Regions from separate parts of the Mus musculus genome. Here regions 1 and 3 are each linked to region 2. Evidence: chromatin contacts called from public Hi-C data. All regions are on one chromosome and are shown on one strand. The core of a region is the stretch at or near the end of the contact, and the rest is flanking DNA. Distances in the headings are between cores, read along the strand shown. Region 1 has its middle 6.4 kb from the start of Gm40584. Region 2 holds the start of B020018J22Rik (Riken cDNA B020018J22 gene). Region 3 overlaps Gm29890 (a long non-coding RNA gene).

Region 1 (3,430 bases), core at 578-3,077, 110 kb after region 2:
GGAAGCAATCATGTCCCTACAACTTGCATGCACAGATGGGCCCCCAGCCTGAGGGTTCAGGCAGCAGCCTGTGTGATCGTGCTGCGAGCAGACCCAGCACCTCCAGGGGCCTAAACAGCCAGGGCCTACTGACATGGCACCAAGTGCCATTTGGAGAAAGTGTTTCGCCGGAGTTGTCTATAAGCCTTCTGGAAGATTCCAGTCAGATCAGGAAATTTCAGTGCCTTCAGACTGATGCCAGCAGCTCTGCACGGAGCCTGAGAGACGGGATTCATCTATTTGTGAACGCTGCAATCTGCGTGTTCTCCTGTGGCACTAGGTCTGAGTCTACTGAAAAAGCAAGGGCCCTGGGAGCACCAGTTGGAACCCACTTCCGAGGATCGCGGTTCTGCATGTTCAGACACCGTTGCCCCACTTTAACCTGTTTTTATTTTCCTCTTTATGTATGTGTAGCGTGAGCTATGATAAAAACCTATGATTAAATAAGTCCAAAGCAGTTCTTTGCTGAATATAAAGTGGGGCTTCTGTATGATCAAGAGTCACGTCAGGGTTTTATAGGCGGTGTTTTTTCTTTCTTAGAGGTGCATAAAACAACAGGCCACCTTCCAATCAACAGCATTGAACAAAGTGGCTAAAGAGTAATAGCAATGGGCCCATCAGAGAGGAGTGAGAGATGCCCAGAGCTGGGGGGAGTGGCCACAGAGAGTATCTCAGTGGACACAGTGGACACAGTGGACACAGGAAGGGATCTGTAAACCTCAATGCCTATTCAGAACTTCTCAAACTCCCGGAAGGCTGCTGCAATGAAAGGCTTCTCTTTCCCCTGGTGGGACCCATCTTCCAAACCCTCCGGAAATGTCAGACACGAGAGACCTCCCAGCTCCAATCTCTGCATGACCAGAAGTCACACAAAGGCATCCCTTATCGCCTCACTGCCCGAAAGTCCCGAGCAACACTGCAAGTCACAGAAAAGTAACAAGAGGTTTAAGATCAGGAAAGGAAGAGATAAAGCTGCCAGGACTTGTGGATAACAAGGCACCTGGGTAGGAAATGTAACCGGATCAGCAGACTGCTGGAACGGGCTACAGCTACAAGATAAAGCCACAAAGATCAATAATATTCCTGCACACCGCAGGACCCAGCCAGCAAATAAGGCCTGTTCACGACAACAGCTGAAGCAATTAAGTAGCTGAGAATTAAGCTACCAGAGAATGGCTAGGCCCTGTGAAAGGACTCAGCTGAGCAACTAAAAGGAGAAGGTGCAGTGGTCAGACATGGGGGTGGGGGAGTGGGGGGGGGCTCTGGATAGCACCGCCAACAATTGTCCCCAAATTAGTCTCTCTGTTAATGTCATTCAAATCACAGTTCCTGAAGGCTCTTTTCGGAAACTCGACAACCCTATTCTCAGCCTGCAAGGAAGAATAAAAAGCCCTTGAATGGGGAAGCTGATTGGAAAGAAGGCAGGGGAAGGGCACGCTCTGCCAGGATGGAGACAGGCTGCATAGCCATGGCAACTAAAAATAAAATGACAGAAAGCAGGCAAGGTGCCACCAAGGAGCACACTGACTCTGAACAGGCACATGAGAGCTCATGTAGGTCAGAGGGGACCCTGCACATCAGGGGGGACACAGTCGCCGGGTAAGCAGCTTGTGATGTGGAACAAAATGAAGTTGGATCCCCATGCTATACCATGTTACAAGTTGGCTACGGCTGGATTACAGCTGAGTGAGCTTTAACAAAATGTGAGAGGGCTGGGGTGGGGAACGTGGGGCAGACATGTTCTATTCATGTGATGACAGAGATCGGGGCCTAGCGACCCCCAGTCACCACTCCGCCACAGCAATAGTCAAAGTGAGCAGAACAAAGACACTGCTGGCCCTGGGACTGGGACAGCCAGGAATACAGCCTGAAGATGCTCTGACCCCAGAGACCGGCACCCAGCCTGCTGGAGAACAAGCTGCCAGGAGTCCAGGCATTGGCACCACGTCTGATCCCTTCTCCCAGATTCCCACCATCCCCTGCCAACTAAACCTTGCTACATGTACATGATGGACAGAAGCAGGAGCTAATTGTTAGAAATACTGGTTTTGTAGCCTGAGACGAGGGCCTTCACCAGGAGGTCTTGGCAGGTACCTGAAGGTCAGCTGGAGCCATTAGGGCACTTGGGTGTGGAAAACAGACAGGTTCTGACTAAAGCAGGCGCTGGTTGGGGCCAGAGGCTGCAAAGTCGTGAGAAGGCCAGCAGACTTGTTTTAGCCCAAGCGTTCCCTGGAGACCCCCTCTTCCCCCAAGGCCACCATAACCACCAGCTTCAAACAGGTTCTTTGAGGGGGAGGAGAAGCAATCTCGTTCATATAAATGTTTAACTAGGAATTAATATTTATGAGGCTCTTGAATGACGGGCTGTGGGTTTAATAAATATTAACACAGACTGGGTTTCCCTTCCCTTCCCCCTCACTTAGTGTTGATGCCTCGGTTTGTGTACCATGCATTATTCAGCCGTCCCTGAGATGGGTCCCACTCCTTGCTCCCTGGCTCCTGAGGGGAGGCCTACAGGCTTCGGGGAGAGAAGTCACCAGACTGGGGAAGTCTTCGTGTCGCCCTGTCCCCATTCGGCTCACCCTTGCCCTTTGGCCCTTATTCTAGCATAACACAGCCATTTCCACGACCGGAGGTGTCGCAGGGTCCAGCCAGTCTCAGTCACCCATTCTCCACGCCCTCAGTCCCAGGAAGACTTCCCGGGTCTGCTGGGCCTTCTGGAGCCACAGCCTGGCTTCAGAAACGGAATCCCTGAATCACTGAAAGGGCCGAGCCAGCCATGAGCACTGGTGGAGCTCGAGCGCCCCCTTGTGGCTAGTGTGCTCCCAGGTAGAAAGATGTCGGTTAGGAGACCAGGCCCGGGTTTGCAAATCTCTGCATTAGGTTCACAAATATTCACTACCCTGGCCTGGTTTCCCTCCTGGTCTGGGTTACATGAATTGGTCAGCTGAGTTGGGAACAGAGCCCAACATTCTGCCCTCTGCAGTTCCAGTTATATCTGCCAGTTTAGATGCTGTCACATCAGTGGGGCTGTTCCATTCATGAGATGACATGTGTTGGCCTTGTCTTTCCTGTTCCTTGCGAACCAAAGATGGCCTCAGCCAACCAGATCTGATCTCCCATGAAACCCTTTGAACCACCCTTCAGTAGTGTCATTTCTGAGGTGCCCTCCTCATTCCGGATGACTGTGGTCCACCAGGCCAGGTGGTGCAGCAGGTTCAATGGACTCAGGTTGACCATAGGGACAGGCACCTCCAGCCTTAGTCTCCATGGGCCCCAGGGTCCCTCACCTCATGTAAAGCAACCCACCTCACAGGCTCTTCTGCGTCCCTGTTGGTCTCCAAAAGGGGTCAGGACTAGATCAGCTTCCTACTGAACTAGCTACCACCAG
Region 2 (3,258 bases), core at 353-2,852:
ATTTGAGGATCGTCCCCTCTCCTAGCCCACTGAACAAGGACAGTTGGCATGCTCCAGAGAGTGGACTAGGGTTTTCAGGGGAGAAATGTGGGCCTTGTGGCACACTGCTGTGGGCTGTAGCGTCTGCCCGCGACTCTGATAGCACCCAGAATCTTCACAGACCTCAGGGTCAGGGACACATAGCTACCTTGACCCAGATTGCAGCTCAGTGTTCTACCTACATCGCTCCATGAGTGTACACATGAATGGCAGAAATACCGCTGAGAAAAATTAAGGGGCTCACTTGACAGAGCGCTACCACATGCGTCATGAGGGGAGGACTTGCTGTGACTGGGTAGAGTCAAGGTACTTCCCTCAAAACCCCACATTCACTGGCTGACCCGTCTCACCCGCCTTGATGAGTTTCAGGTTAGTGAGGAAACGAGTCTCCCACACAAACACAATAGCGGAAGGCACCCGATGAGAGTGCTTGGGGTTGTCCTCCGACCTCCATGCCTGACCACTGTGGACAGACAGACACATGTACACACACATACACAGAAGACACAGTCCCTAGTGACACAATTCTTCTAACATCCTTCAATTGGGTCACTTTGTACATTTTCTTACCTTGCCATAATATGTCACTCTCAAGAAATGGTCCACGGGCTGGGCATGGTGGTGCACTCGGGAGGCAGAGGCAGGTAGATCTCTGTGAGTTTGAGGCCAGCCTGCTCTACATATGTAGCAAGTTCCAGACCAATGAAGCTACAGTAATGAAACCCTGTATCAATCAATCAATCAATCAATCAATCAATCAATAATCGATCCCTGTATCTAGTCCACTGCTCTCTAGAAACGTCCTCACAGACGAACCCAGAGGTATACTTTACTAATTCCATAGGAATTTCCCATAATCGACTGGGCAATGAAGATCCCACCACCCAAGCAGTCTGCCCTTGGATCTCTGCCCCAGCACCCCAGGGTCAGACCTCAACCATCTGTACCTTGCTTGGCTTTGTTCAGGGCTCTTGGGTATAGACTGGAGTCAGAGGGTTGAAGTAGGCTAATCTGGGGAGATGCAGTTTCCTGATGAGCCTAGGCTTCCACCCATAGTCAGGAACCACAGCACAGGTCATAGCACAGTGTGGAGGCAGAGGGTCTGTGTGGTACCTTAGCAGCTTTGAGCCATAGGGGACTCAGTGAAGGGGAGGGGCCTGCATTAAGCCCCACCCACCAGGCTTTCCCAGACAGCGTTGCCCCATAAAACAGAGCTAGCCTGCAAGCCCTGGAGTCTATTATCAGAGCTCCATCTTCTGACATTTGACAGAGGCAGTACCTCCTGCTGCCAAGTCCCCTCCAGCAGAGCTGTCCTTCCTAGGTCAATTCACCTATAACTTCCCACGCCAGCCTGATGCCTTTCATCATACACTCTGTCCTACTGTGGCTGGGCCCTTCTCGCAGGGAGCCAACTGCATGTAAGAAATCCAAAGGCATGTAAGAAATGTCTCAGTGGCAGACAAGGAGCAGAGAGAGGGCTTGACACATGCCCCTTCCCCTCATGCCCAAGCATACCAGGGGAAACTTCCCACCCTTGTTCTGGAGCGGCTAAGAGAGCCGCCCACCCACAGGCTGGTACCCTGCAGCCCTGCCTCACTGCACCTCCAGCCTGGGGACCGTCAGCCAGAAGCAGAGGAGGACTGGCGCATAGGCAATTTTCCCCAGAAACAAATGGAGAGAAATTGCTCTAACAGGCGAACAGCCTCTGTTTCAGGCTAATTTCCACATAATAGAATCAAACTGCTTCCCTTTCTCTTCGCTGTCTCCTCTGCATAATTTGACAAATTGCAGACGCGATTTGATTCCGGGCTTGAACACAGACTCAGATTCTTCTCAATAGTCATAGACAAAAGAGGGAGGGGTAGCGAGACGGCAGAGGGTCCCCTCAAAGTGCTGGCTTCTGCACCCCTTCGGAGGGAACAGTGCAGGTACTATCAGGGTCTCAGGTCCCAGAAGCTGCTCCACAACCCACTCAGGAAAGGGGAGGTGTGGGGCCAGAAGCCAGAAAGGGACTGGCCAAGCTCAGCATTCCTCCACCGCTCCCCACAGGCAAGCCACGCCATCTGGGAAGGGCCTCGGTCCAGGGATTTGATGTGCAATATGTCCTGGGGGCCTCGTGTGGGGAGGGCTCAAGTGTGCCTGGCACACCCAGCCTCACACCCAGCCAAAATCAAGGCTTGTGCTTGCCTTGCGACTCAGCGACATGGTGAGAAGTGGCCCAGCCAGGAGAGCAGCTGCACTCCGCCCTGCCCACAAAGCTGCTAGACCCTCGCCTGTCTCCCAGCTCACATCCACCCTCATCCTTGCACGCCTCACTCTAGTGGGCTCCCAGAGCTACTTCATACCCGCCCCTGGCACCATCTACATATACACAGAGAAGCAGACTAGAATATCCCACAGGAGTGTCTCCCCATCCAGCACACAGTAGGTGCACATGTTAACACCTGCCTGAAAGTACTGAGATCCCTGCAGACCTCCCTAGCCTCATGCTGGAATGCAGACACAGAGGCAAGTGGGAAACAAGGACAAGACAAAAGAACATTGACATTTCTACACACCACACACACACACACACACACACACATACCATGTACACTCACACATACTCATACACACTTAGCCACACTCACACACACACACACACACACACCACGTACACTCACACATACTCATACACACTTAGCCACACTCTCACACACACACACATACCACGTACACTCACACATACTCATACACACTTAGCCACACTCACACACACACACACACACACACACACACACATACCACGTACACTCACACATACTCATACACACTTAGTCACACTCTCACACACACACACACAAACACACATACACACACACACATACACACACATGCACACACGTACAATATGCTATTTTAAAGGAGAAACTGTTATTTCTAGAGGTACTTATCTTAAAATTATACCAGTGCTCTATCAAAACAGGCTCAACCATTAGAGGTCACAGTATCCTCCTGAGTTCCTCCAGGTTTCTCTGGTGTGCTCATAAGGCATACCTGTAAGCAAATGGCCCCAGGGAGGGCACAGGTCCCAGCCACCTTGCAGGGTTGGAATGGACAGCCTTCCACCCTTCTTGCAAAGAATGACCTTCTGGTGACACAAAGACAGCTGGAGACTCTAAGGAACACCCTGAGGACAGCGGCATGCTCAGGCCATAGGGAACTCTGACTAGGGGACAC
Region 3 (3,315 bases), core at 147-2,646, 110 kb before region 2:
CCTGCCTCTTTCCTGGGACACTATGACCACATCTAGGACTATCCCTATTTCAGGGTCCTTGTCCTGTCACACCTTTCTGTTGCCGCCTCAGGCTCCAGACCCACGGACTGATTGGGGACAGTGACTCAGATCCTCCTACCTGATATGCAAAGGCTGGTAGAGAAGAAATTGCTTTCCTGAGTATGCAATAGAGCCAGGGTGTCTGCCTTGGAGAGGACTCAGTGGGAGAGAGGGGATGTGGCTTTGGCTTAGACTGGCCAGGAGGGTTTGCTGGTTACAGACCTGTGTGGCCAATGTCCCCTAGGGGTGTCTAGAAGCGGAGGCATGAGGCAGCCAAGGCTAGACAGCAATGATCCTATCCATCCAGTAGACGGGGACACAGAAGCCAGAGGAGCCCTGTAGGGCTGGAAAATACAGGACCTGGGACTGAAGCTGTGCCAGCTAAGAGGGTGCAGTGTGGGGCAATGCAGAGCTGAGCATCCTTTGTGCCAGAGCCTGGGCAAAGCCATAAATGGTGGCTATGCTTGAAGGTGACAAGCAATGTCAAGATGGTGACCACAGGGACATGGTGGGATCCTGGCTTCTAAGGAGATGGAGGGGCTTGTGAGATACCAGGTATCTACAGCAGAGAGGCTCCTGCTCTGTTCTGATAAATGTGTGCCGTTGTGAGACCGTTGCACAGGACACATGAATCTCTTAGAGCTAGGCACCTAGTCAGTACCCCAGCACTTGTGATGGTGTGTGGGACTCCAGAGCTGAGGCCCTAGGGCTGCTGTCTGATGTCATAGGTTCTGGGAACCTCCAGGCTGTGGCTGAGAGGCAGTGAGCCCCTCTGTCTCTGAGGCACTGCAAAGGAGGGTCCAGGGGATATGGTTCACTTTAGCAACAACTTGACTGCACTTGGGATTACCTAGAGGCACGTGTGTGCTCTGTGAGGGCATTTCCCGAGGGACTTAGCTGAGGAGGGAGGAGCCACTCTGAAGGGAAGCAGCACCATCCGGCTGGGATCCTGTGGGTACAAAGGAAGACGTCATCTCTCTCTGCTTCCCTCAGACCTTTGTGCTCAACTCTCTCACGCTGTGCCTGCCACGCCTTCTCCACAATAATGGACTACTCCCTCCAAATACAAGAAAAAAGAAACACTTCCTGATGTAAGTTGTGTTTGTCATGTATTTTATCACAGGAACCAGAAAAGCCACCAATACTTCAGGTCTCATCCCAAGTCCCAAACACCATCTGCATGGACACTAATAGTATCACCTCCTCCAGGAAGCCTCCCAGGTCTTCCCAGGCCAGTCCTTAGTGGCCCTCCTGCCATCTCTACTTGTGTGGCCTCCCCTCTCCCTCAGGTACTCATATTTCTGGGGGCCGGAGTCCTCAGAATCTGTCTAGCAATGACGTAATGAGAGTTGGTTGCTAGGCAACCTGCCTCAGCTCAGTCAGAGAACCCTGCTCTGGTTTGAAGGGCCCCTGCCGATTTCTTAAAATATCAGCTTTTAGCACACATCTCATCCTAGAGCAGAGAGAATACAGTGCTGGCAAGCCCCGCAGGCCTCCCTTCCCCGACGATGGATGCTGGCTTCTGAGAGCTGATCGTGCGAGACTAACCTCCTTGTCTCTCCTTGTCACGGTCCTTAGCCTGTAGAAGAGGGACCGGTGATTGCGGTGACTTCAGCAGGCATTGGCAGAGTCTGCCGTGTGGTTCTTGAGGATGAAATGGGAAACGCATCCCAGATGATCTGCTAAGTGAATGTTGCCTGTTGTATATAATTATAGACAAAGGCGTCAGCTAATGGCCCCGTGTAACCCTGCGGGGAGGTCTGCAGCGCCACGGGGGACTGACATCAGTCCTGCATTGTCTGATACTCTTATCAATGATGTAGACAGGGGAGGAAAGGCCTGCCTGTCAAGATGGGGCTGAAACAAAGGGTAGGAAGAGCTCGTGGTGCAGGGCCGTAGCTCAGGATCATCCTGATGCGGAGATGGCTCAAAATGGAGCGGGCTGGGGGAAACTGAACTGAAACTGATTCGGTGGTGCTGTCCAAATGGGAGTGCTGATCAAAGGGATGCTAGCCCAGAGGCACAGTGAGGCCAAAAAAAACAAAAACAAAAAAACAAACCAAACCAAACCAAACCAAAACAGAAGGACCGGGCTCACAACACTCCTGCCTGACAAAAGACACATGCTCAGAATGAGAAACCCCAAACGCAGCCTTTTCTTAAAAAACAGAGGTGATGCAAATCAATCCAAAACAGGCAAAAATATGGAAGCTGTAACTTCAGCAAATTAGGCACCCCAGCACCCCACGGGTGGAGAAAGGGTTAACGTTGTTGGTTGTCAGGAGGACTCCAGTTGTGATCACCTTGTGACCTGACCTCTGCAGGGAGTGGCCAGAGAAAAAGGAGAGAAAATGTGACCTGGCAGCAGAGACATGTGTGTCCCATGCCACATCCTTTGTGAGGTGGTACCTTGTTTGCTCAAGCTGAGCAGAGACTGCTCTGTGCTCCCACCGCTGGGTCTCCTCCTCACAAAACACCACACATCAGGTTCATAGATGTTAGAGCGGCCTTCAGTAGCTGCAAGCCAGAGGTACTCAGTGTGGACATTGGCTCTCCTCGAGTAAGACGGCCGCTGCTGTATGTAGCATTCGGTGCATGTTAAAAAGCACAGAAAGACCTGAAGGAGCCAGGGTCAAAGGACAGACTGCCTTGAATGCCCTGATACAGAACAACCCAAGCCAGGCTGAGCTGGTCGCCCTGTGCACTGGGCTTCTGGGGTGCTGGGGATGCTCGCGTTTGTCCTGCGCTCTGACGGCAGCTGTTCTTGTCTGTGTAAAGCCAGCCCTACTTCCGGGGTGTGCATCTGTGCGGATGTGTTGTCCCTTGGTGCAGCGTTTAGCTGATGTGCGCGTGAGCATAAATGAAACAGCTGTGTGCTTTTGTTTCACTTTTCGGGGGGTAGAGAGAGGATCCGGGGCTGTGAGCACGCTAGGCACACGCCCTGCTGCTGGACTACGGCCTCCTCTCTCTTCTCTTATTACGTTTGACAGGGTATCTTATGACAGGGTCTCACTGAACTGCCCAGGTTGGCCTTGAACTTGTAATCCTCCTGATTCAGCCCCCAGAACACTAAGCTCACAGGCATGTGGCCTTGACAGTTGTCTTGACTGTGAGAGAACCAGAGTGGACTTTCCTTTGTTCTGAAGAGCCACACGCCTTGGTAGAAGACACAGACCTTATGGATGGTGGACAGCAGACTCGGGGCTGTGATTCCTGATTGGGGGGTGGGGGGAGGCAAGGAGACAAGAGAGACAG

The links. A called contact is a pair of places that touch in the nucleus more often than the background predicts.
Region 1: a contact with region 2 is called in a Hi-C map of the N1E-115 cell line, with 4 times the contacts expected there. The contact joins the enhancer-like site here to the promoter of B020018J22Rik in region 2. A contact is called at or near these places in 4 of 39 promoter capture datasets (embryonic stem cells, epiblast stem cells, liver and 1 more), 3 of 484 Hi-C or Micro-C datasets (the N1E-115 cell line, embryonic stem cells and nephron progenitors), 1 of 115 datasets of contacts at active chromatin or transcription factors (embryonic stem cells) and 1 of 9 other capture datasets (embryonic stem cells).
Region 3: a contact with region 2 is called in a Hi-C map of the N1E-115 cell line, with 2.8 times the contacts expected there. The contact joins the enhancer-like site here to the promoter of B020018J22Rik in region 2. A contact is called at or near these places in 10 of 39 promoter capture datasets (the 3T3-L1 cell line, cranial neural crest, embryonic stem cells and 6 more), 1 of 484 Hi-C or Micro-C datasets (the N1E-115 cell line) and 5 of 115 datasets of contacts at active chromatin or transcription factors (SST interneurons, cardiomyocytes, differentiating embryonic stem cells and 2 more).

The regions. Positions count from the first base shown.
Region 1 is chr12:112,540,299-112,543,728 of GRCm38.p6, forward strand. No RefSeq gene overlaps it. Among named protein-coding and RNA genes, the nearest start is that of Gm40584, 6.4 kb to the left of the region's middle. Within about 2 kb of position 1,828, at least 48 of the 459 cell types and tissues checked have an H3K27ac peak or open chromatin away from gene starts, as enhancers often do. A contact at or near this core is called in the N1E-115 cell line, where this site is marked.
Region 2 is chr12:112,433,736-112,436,993 of GRCm38.p6, forward strand. B020018J22Rik (Riken cDNA B020018J22 gene) reads right to left here and starts at 1,603. Exons shown (of 3, transcript NR_045950.1): 1 at 610-1,603.
Region 3 is chr12:112,328,370-112,331,684 of GRCm38.p6, forward strand. Gm29890 (a long non-coding RNA gene) reads right to left here. Exons shown (of 5, transcript XR_001780725.2): 4 at 1,609-3,315; 5 at 1-1,009. Among named protein-coding and RNA genes, the nearest start is that of Gm29890, 10 kb to the right of the region's middle. Within about 2 kb of position 1,397, at least 73 of the 459 cell types and tissues checked have an H3K27ac peak or open chromatin away from gene starts, as enhancers often do. A contact at or near this core is called in the N1E-115 cell line, SST interneurons and hippocampal neurons, where this site is marked.